2 separate regions of the Mus musculus genome follow, and region 1 is linked to region 2. A link is a contact called in public Hi-C data. All regions are on one chromosome and are shown on one strand. The core of a region is the stretch at or near the end of the contact, and the rest is flanking DNA. Distances in the headings are between cores, read along the strand shown. Region 1 overlaps Gm36778 (a long non-coding RNA gene). Region 2 holds the start of Slc25a24 (solute carrier family 25 (mitochondrial carrier, phosphate carrier), member 24).

The links. Hi-C and Micro-C count contacts between places; a contact is called where the count stands out from the background.
Region 1: a contact with region 2 is called in a Hi-C map of bone marrow-derived macrophages, with 1.8 times the contacts expected there. The contact joins the enhancer-like site here to the promoter of Slc25a24 in region 2. A contact is called at or near these places in 4 of 39 promoter capture datasets (the 3T3-L1 cell line, embryonic stem cells, macrophages and 1 more), 2 of 484 Hi-C or Micro-C datasets (bone marrow-derived macrophages and pancreatic cancer cells), 2 of 115 datasets of contacts at active chromatin or transcription factors (bone marrow-derived macrophages and trophoblast stem cells) and 2 of 9 other capture datasets (adipose tissue and liver).

What each region holds. Positions count from the first base shown.
Region 1 is chr3:109,061,245-109,066,177 of GRCm38.p6, forward strand. Gm36778 (a long non-coding RNA gene) reads left to right here. Exons shown (of 4, transcript XR_375965.2): 3 at 2,794-2,943; 4 at 3,641-4,109. Among named protein-coding and RNA genes, the nearest start is that of Gm36778, 8.0 kb to the left of the region's middle. Within about 2 kb of position 1,952, at least 4 of the 459 cell types and tissues checked have an H3K27ac peak or open chromatin away from gene starts, as enhancers often do. A contact at or near this core is called in bone marrow-derived macrophages, where this site is marked.
Region 2 is chr3:109,121,359-109,125,671 of GRCm38.p6, forward strand. Slc25a24 (solute carrier family 25 (mitochondrial carrier, phosphate carrier), member 24) reads left to right here and starts at 1,791. Exons shown (of 10, transcript NM_172685.3): 1 at 1,791-2,029. The coding sequence starts at 1,847. Gm19391 (a long non-coding RNA gene) reads right to left here and starts at 1,716. Exons shown (of 2, transcript XR_867568.1): 1 at 1,588-1,716.

The sequences.
Region 1 (4,933 bases), core at 702-3,201, 60 kb before region 2:
ACTATTGGTCTATTTATTCATAGCTTATAAAACAGAGTAAAACACACAATCACTGGAAGACTTCTTGAGGCACTCCCTGCCAGCCTTTTAATAAGGTGAAGGTGAATTTTTATGGAACTCTGCATATTGTAAGGATTTTGTTGTATCTTCCTTTCTAGCTGAATCATCATTGATCCTCCAGAGCTAATAAAAAGTACACACTAATTGTAGACAATGAATAGCATTCATTTTATATTGTATACAGTTATATATTAGTTATTTTATAAGATACTTGAAAACCTCTGCAGAACAGGCAATAAATAATATAAACATAAGAATTTAAAATAAAATTGAGTCTGATTGAGTGTGGTGGCAAATGGCTTTTATTCCATCACTTGGGGCAGACACAGGAAGAACTCTATGAATTTAGGGCCAGCCTGGTCTAAACAGTGAGTTTCACATTAGCTAGAGCTGCACAGTGAAGACCTTGTCTCAATAAATAAATAAGTAAATAAAAATTAAAAATCCATTTATTTGAGTATATGTTGCATCTATTCTGAAAATAAAACACTCGGCTGTCCACACTACTTCCATCGAGGCCAGCATTAGTTTTCTCTTTCATTATTTCTTCAGAGGGATAAAAAGAGTCTTACTTCTTGTGCTGGACTAAATAATGAGTTTCCTCAATATTCATGTCTACCTGAAACCCTAGGATTTAATCTTATCTGAAAATAGGGCTTCGAAGGAGTAATTAGGATGAGGTGGCAGTGTATTTGTATGAGCGCTAAATCCAGCGATGAAAGTATTCAGAGGTCTTCAGAGGAGAGCGACACACAGGGCACCGGAGGCAAAGCTCAGAGTAAGGCAGCTATAACCCAAGGGCAGCCAGAATTTACCTCAACTGTGGGAAACCAGAAAGTCTGGGGTGACATTCTCCCTCAGAGATTCTGATTGCCTTGATTTTTTTTTCAATGACATTTAAAAAAATTCTCTTTATATCCCAATCACAGCTCCGCCCCAAGTCCCACCCTTACAAGTCCCTCTCCCCCACACCCCCACTGCTTAGATTTTGATCTTCTGGCCTCCCGAACTCAGAGTACATTTCTGTTGTCTTAAATCACCTGTTTCTGGTAATTTACTGTAGCAGCCTGAGAAAACTGCCTTAGCTCAAACTTAAACAACCCCCCACCCCCAAACCAAACCAAAAAACCCCAAAAACCCAAACCCAAACCAAAAAACCAAACAATAACAAAAAAACAAAACAAAACAAAAAACCCCAACTCTTTCTCTGAATATCCATAAACTCAGGGTCAACTGGGTACACCACAAATGACCGCAGTAGACACACTTCCCAAGTGACGGTGAACGAGAGCGGGGCTTGCACAACAAGTTTAAACGACAGAAGGAAAGCTTCTTTTTTCTCCCTCAGTACAATCGGTTAACACACAGCACTTTGCTACAGATGAAACCTTAAGACCATGTGGGTATTCTCTGTATGAAAGACAGCCAAAGGAACCTATACAAGTAAGGCTTATCACTTTCCACGTTGTGGAGATCCACTGCTCACAGAGAAAAAACCTGGGGATTTTAGTCTTTCAGCCACTGTAGTTGGCTTGATGTTCCTAACTCTGGCTTTAACTTGATCATTAACTTGGAAAGATGGCAGTAAAACGAATAAACTATCACATTTGTGAGAAAACTGATCAATGCATTTTCTTGGTTGGATCAATTTTCATGATATTACAACATAGAGAGAAAATATTAAAAAATTAATAAAACAATAATAAAAATTACTTTAAAATTTACGTTGGCAAATCGTGGGTGCATCTTAATCAGAACAGCTTTACATACTTTCTATAGTTATAGCTAAGCTATGCCATTGATTCTGAGGGGAAAGTCATTGAATGAATTATAGTTATAGAAAAACGTCTGTGGTGGCCCACAGAGGAATCCTTAAGTTGTCGTTCTGTTGCTTTGGTGCCCTCTGGTGTCCAAGATACAAAATTACACCTAGTCTACTCGGCCCTAAATTGTTTCCACAGTGCAATAAAATTAAAAAACAAGATTGTTCATTTGCTAAATCTATAGAATCTGTTCACAAACAAAATAAATAATACTTCAACGAAGCATACACAAAATAGCATCTCTGTTGTCTCCATAATGTTAGGGGCCCTTGTTTATTCTTCTTATACCTATCAACAGCATTCTGCTTATATAGTGCTTTTTTTTAAAAGCCAGATTAATTAAATTCTGAGGCAATTTCTCAACTTATTGTTCTCATTTTCCATCAAAAGCTGTTTATGCATTCATAAAAGTCAATGAAACATATTTATGACATACTAATTCCATTAAAAACACTATAGTTATTTGAGCAATTTCACATTTGTAATTAACAGTCACATTGACTGTAATCTAACTTTTGTGCTTTTCTGTCATTCTGGAGGGGTGTGTATTAATAATGGAGATTTTTCTTGGTTATATTTGGGTTCATCCATGGGAGACAGAAAATACCAGGGGTTTAAAGTCTGAGCCTATCTGTCACACGGCCATTTGTTCAGGTCTAGGGCTGAAGTGACCCTTCCGTTGTCACCATGGTCCTGTGTCCTCCTGATGTACTGTCCCTTTTGTTTCTATTTGTCCATATTATTTTAATACTTCTCCACTTTTAAGTACTGGTTTTAATTTTGTGATTGTAACACAGAAGATCCATCTTTTATATTTTAAAAAAAAGCATCATCAGGATCATAAAGCTATGATAGTTACACTCTACACACTCCCAAGGTGCTTTAAAATGATTATGTTTTGAGTCTGTAGGCGAATGACGACGACAATCCAAATACATCACCTGTACAGGCTGGACTACATACTGGTCACGTGGCTGATCGGACAAACAACTGATGTACGGTTCCATCACGTGATCCAAGTAGAACAAGTAGGCGCAGAACCTCCATGGAGTAGACTAGGGTGAGTGCATCTCACAGCAACGTGGAGCCGGCACTCGCATTTCTGACAGAAGCTCCTGGTATAGTGGTCCATGACCTCTATATACTGATGGGCACATGCTCAAATCTGAGCTACTTAGTGTTCTGAAAACCGATGACCTATCAGTCCACTACCACAAATTAGTGCTCCCAGTGGCTGGAATTTTACCTGGTTTCTTTTGTACCATAGCCTTCTCACTCTGCATAATAACTGCCTCTGGATTCTTCTGTCTTCAAACTTCTGGTCCTTGATTTCCATCCTTCTGATGTTCTTTTCTGTACTTTATTCTTCTCTGAAAGAATAGAAGCCACTGGAATCATTTCTATCTTCTACCATATTCACAAGCTCTTACTGGGCCTTGCACCTGCTCTTTGGTTATACTGGAAGAGTGTCTATAGACAATGACAATGAATTCTCAATAAATATGGAGAACCAAGGGTATGGTTTTGTCAAATGGGTAAAGAAATGGGAGCAGGGTCATGGAGTGAAGGGGTGGGTGAGGCACTGATTAAGATGAGGAAGGGCAATACTGTGTGGAAGGGAGGGAGGAGGGATAAACAACACTAGGGAGGTTTGAACATAATGTAGGGCAACATATTTATGCTTATCCCAAAACTGTATACGTTTAAATGTATGTGTAGCTCATCTGCTGTAAAGCTGTGTCTTCCATGTGTAACAGGGAAGCTGTGCCCACAAACTCTCAACAACACCGCAGTTTAACTGAGACTTGAGCGATGGCATGGTCAGCTGACATGCAACGATGGCTGATGGAGATCGCACAAGACTCAACTCCTAGAGGAAGATCTGGAGGCAATTAATGACTGCCGACAGGAAAGAACCAGCCTTCCCCAAGGATGCGCCCCCGATTGGTTATCCAATACTAAGTGCTTAGCTCTAAAAATTGTGTCCATATAAGCAGCACTAAATGGACTCATCTGGTGGTGTTTATACATAACTCATTCTATATGCGTAATAATAATAATAATGAAAGAAAGAGAGGGAATTGATCTGGAAAGAAGTCAAGGGGATTAGGAGGAAATGTGAACATTGTGTACGTATATGAAATCTAAGTCAGATGTTAGGATATTTGTCATGTTTCTCTACTTCTCTGTTAAATTGTGAGACTTATAATTATATCCAGGTAGTTGGTAGGCACAATTATATAAAAGTAACATTCATTAAATACTAATATATAGAAAAAGATGGCTCTTAGTTTCTTAGTGTTTCATTGCTATGAAGAGAAATCATGACCAAGGCAACTCTTATAAAGGCAAACATTTAATTGGGGGCTGGCTTACAGGTTCAGAGATTTAGTCCATTATCATCACGGCAGGAAGCATGGTACTGTGCAGGCAGACATGGTGTTGGAGGAGCAAGAGTTCTACATTTTTTTTAAAAATTCACTTTATATCTCTATCACTGCTCTCCTTCTACTCACTCTCTCCCACAATTCCTCTCCCTTCTCCTCCCCTTCTTCTCTGAGAGGGTAGAAACCCCCACTGGATTCCTGCACCCCAACCCCTGCCCCAACATCAGGTTTCTGCTGGGCTAGGCACATCCTCTCCCTCTGAGGCCAGATAGGGGAGCCCAGATAGAAGAACATACCCCATAGACAGGCAACAGCTTTTGGGATAGGCCTCACTCTAGTTTGGGATCCACATGAAGACTGAGCTGCACATCTGCTACATATATGCTGGGGTGGGGGGAGGACCCTAGGTTGAGCTGTGTATGCTCTTTGGTTGCTGGCTCAGTCTCTGAGAGCCCCAAAAGGGTCCAGGTTAGTTGACTCTGTTGGTCTTCCTATGGAGTTCCAATCCCCTTCGGGGCCCCTAGTCCTTTCCCCAGCTCTTCCATAAGAGTCTACAAGCTGCATCCACTCTTTGTCTGTGGGTCTCTGCATCCTTCTGAGTCAGCTACTGGGTGGAGCCTCTTAGCAGATGGCCACGCTAGGCTTCTGTCTGCAAACATAACA
Region 2 (4,313 bases), core at 541-3,040:
CAAGTCTTTTAATGCAGGAGTGCTGAATTAGGCTGAACCCTAGACTTGTCCTTCCTGACCACAATAAATCAAGTAAAACTAAGTATGAACCCAGGTTTTCTGTGTGGCCTTTGTGGGAGCCCTTGGTTGTGGGCCTGACGAATGGACACAGGAAGGGAAGCCCTTTCATGGAGATGATTGGGGTCCGTGAGCATTTTCTTCTCCCATGCAGACAATTTTCTACGGTTGTTATCTCTGTGTTGGCCATCCTTCACCGTCACAGCAAATACTGGAGATAATGTTTATAAACAGGGAAAGGTTCACCTGGGCTGGTTTCAGAGGTTCCAGCCCATGGTTACATGACCTCATTGCTTGTAGGCCACTGCTGGGGGGGTGTGACCGCAACACTGGGGAGCACAGGGTGGAATAAAACCACTCACCTCATACGCTGCCTTCTGCCCTTTAATATCACCCCCCGAAAAAAAACCCTTCTGACTCTTGCAGCACATAACTCCCGATATGTTTCTGTCACTATATAGCTCTGCTCTTTTCAGAACTTCCTAGCATGCGATTGCTTTCAGAGCTGAGAGGCAGCTCCTAGTTCGAACACAGCACAGGTTGTTCCACTGAGGAACCTTTATTTCTGGGTTGGCAAGCGTCCTCAACATCAGCCATCTCCAGAGATGGCCTTAGAAGCCATTTTCCAGGAGAGCCAACAAAGACTGGTGGCGTCTGAGAGCCTTTCCAGAGGAAGGGGCTAATTTCCAAGACTATGGCTTGGAAGCAATAGAGGCCCAGAAACTGGTTACTGGCAGCCTTTATCTGCAGACTCTATTTATACACAGTATATTTTAATGTACAGAGTGGTAAGGAAGGAGGGAAATTCAAGTCCTCCACTTTGGAAGAAACAAGTGGTTTTAGTGTTCGTTTTAAATACCCGGACACAACAGGACATAACCACAGATTCTGCTAAGCAGCAGTGATTGAATTGAGACTATTCCAGAGAAGGACATTTCACTTGATGGCAAAGCAGCTGTTCATATTCTCATTTTACTGACGGGAGGCTATCCAGGGAAGCTACGTTAGGTCTTTGGAATTACACAGCCGAAGGAGCAGGTATCGAAGTCTCTGTAGTCCCAGCGTTTCTCCCGTTATCCCAGAAACTGTGTCTCACCTGAACTATAAATGGCAAACCTCAGGACCACACCTGTCTCGAAGGAAAGAAGCTGGGGTTTCTTTGTGTGCTGTGGGAAGGTACCCACTGTGTTCCATCTTCTCTCCTTTCTCTATGCCCTCTTGGGTGGCTGATGCTCCTCTCAGAAAAAGGCCTCTAGCAGGCCCCTTTCCTCTCCCTTTGGTCTGATAGCCATTTTCACTTTTGACTCTCTGTCCCAGATACCCACCTACTGCTGTCTTTCTGATGAACTCTGCACTTCTCCAAGTCTTCCAGCCCAACGGGGCTTTGAGGTTGAGCAACCTGCTCATCAAACTACCCCCAAACCCAAGCTTTAATAAATCTGTTGGCGAAGTTTGTGCCTTTGGGCAGAGCAGAAACCCTCCTTGCATTCCCCCCTTCATCCCCCCCTCCCCCCCAGCACCCTATCCTACCTGGTTCTGGAGTCAGGAAGCTGGCCCATCCCCTCCTAGTCGCCAGCGCAGGCCTGGGCCAGCTCCGCCCAGAGCAGCAGCTGGGCGACCACACCCTGTGCGGAGCTCAGTTCCTGCGAGCCAGAAGCCTCGCCCCCCTCCCCCCCCCCCCCCCCCCCCCCCCCGACGACGATCCAGACAACCCGCGGCCGCCGCCCCACCCCACAGGCCTCCGCACTCGGATCGCGCCCCACCAGCTCACGGTGACTTCCCCGGGACCATGCTGCGCTGGCTGCGGGCCTTTGTGCTGCCCACCGCCGCCTGCCACGACGCGGAGCCGCCCACACGCTACGAAACGCTCTTCCGGGCGCTGGACCGCAATGGGGACGGCGTGGTGGACATCGGAGAGCTGCAGCAGGGGCTGCAAAGCCTGGGCATCCCGCTGGGCCAGGACGCGGAGGAGGTGGGTCGCTGTAGGGTGTTGGGGTGGCCGCAGGCGCCACACAGCCAGGTCCTGGGAGGGCGGTGGCCTGAGGCCAGGCAAGGAGGAGGAACTATGCCCGCCAACCCGCTGAAAGAGCTCCAAGGAGTTGGATCTGGAAGGCGGCGGGTGTATTCCCAGATAAATTAATGTTGCACACTTAAAACTGTCAACACTTTTTGTTCTGAGAGCATCTCTGGTTCTTGGCTCACTTGTCCCGTCCTTTGCAAACTTTTCATGACCTGCTGTCAGACTTTAGTGAGTCCCAACTTTAAGTAACTTTGTTACAGCTAGAGTTTATTGTTTCAAAAAGGAGTTAAAACCGGCCTTGCTCCCAACTGCTGGGTGAGGTAGAAAGGCCACATTCCGTTTTTATGACGTTCAAAGTTAGTCCCCTGGGTGCACGCATTGATCTGAAGGGTTGACCTGTTGCAAAGCAATTGGACTTTCTCTGAGTCATATGAATTGTGGCCCTGACATCCAGGCTCCTTGGCAGGGTGGGGACACTAGATCTGGAACTTGTCCAGCCCGCTGTCTTACAAGAGGACGCTGGCTTTTCTATCTTAAGAGGAAGGTGCTTGAGTTACTGAGTGGGCCACAACTGTTCTGTACCTATATTTAAAACTCCTCTTTCAGTCACTGTCAATGCCATTAATAGAGGAGTCTTCACTTTAGTTTGTCCTCTTGGTAAGTTACAACTTTATTTTTTGGAAGCTGCCAGTTTTGCCCAAGGCATTATTCTATATAACTTTACAGAACTTCTGTGTCTGCAGGGGTCCCTCTTTCTTCCTTATCTCAGTTCTTCCCCCATCTTCACTCTGGCCATAGGTTTGCCTATTCGATGCACTTTCTGAAAGAACCAAGTTCGAGTGTGGCTCTTCTACTTGCTCCGGGCTGACTCATTTCCTCCCATTTCTTGAATCAAAGGCCTGCCTAGCTACTTTTGAGTGATAGCATCTCTTCAGCCACCCTGTGGCTGCATCTCAGAGGCATGTTTCGGTTATTAGTTGTTTTTATTATTCTAATCACTTCCAGGTGTTTTCTAATCACTGACATGATGTCTTTGACTTATGTATCATTCTAAGTGTGCTTTAGGTTTCCCAATACATTTTTGTTCTTTGAAAATATGAATAAATTAGACAACGCATCCGGGGCATGCCTCCAATCCCAGGACTCTGAGAGTTGAGACTGGAGAATTGTTGCTAGTTACAGGTCAGCTTGGGCTCTGTCCTCTCCTTATCTAAGTCAAACTGGAGTGAACTGAAACAAAGAGCAACAGCAGACCTCAAGGTCCCCAGCCCCACAATAACAACAACCCTATAATAACAACAATCCCACAATAACAACAAACCCCACAGAGTCAGGAGGAACTTTCTGTAATTAAAAACATTCTGTAATTAAAAAAATTATTACACATAAATTATGTAAAAACCTATAAGCATATAAATATTTAGAACATGGCAACTCATATTTGTCACTAATAAATGAATATATTTTGCACACACACATATGTATTATATTATATTAATTTTGTTCAGATGTGTAGTGTCACTATTGGTGGTCATGCCTCATGTGGTCAACTATCCCCAGCAGTAACACATTCTTCTACAGAAGGTTAGTAATGCTTATTTTTCAACTATAAGAGTTTTTGTACTTTTTCCTTTACATTTGTAGTAGTTTAGGAAAATGAATGAATACACATTACTTTTACAATTAAGGGAAAGTTTTGACCTTCGGTCACCTCGTCTGTGGTATGTCTTCCTAGACTGTCTTTCAGAGATGAGCTGACTGCATGCAGCTGTGAGTGGCTCCCTTACCTCACGTGTCACTACTGTTACAATTCTTGAGTGATATTACTTATTTAATCATTATACCCTCCAATAAGATCAGCTCCCAATACTGGTGATTCTGCCTCACTCGTTGGACCAACGTGATACTAAAGGATTTAGGGCTAGCACGTGAAATACACTGATGCAGCAGTGACCTGTCTAGTAATAATAATAATAATAATAATAATAATAATAATAATAATAATAATACAAATTGAACTTTGTATCACTTGTGTTTCTTTGTATCACTTGTGTTTCTTTTACACACATATTTATTTATTTGTGCATATGGGTGTGTGCACACATGCGTGCTTGGGGGCCATCGTGTGTGTGGCAGTCAGAGGAAAACTCACACAGTCACTTCTGTCCTTTTACACGTGAGTACCAGGATGGAGCTCAGGCCTTGGTGGCAAGTGCCGTTACCCTCTGAGTTGTCC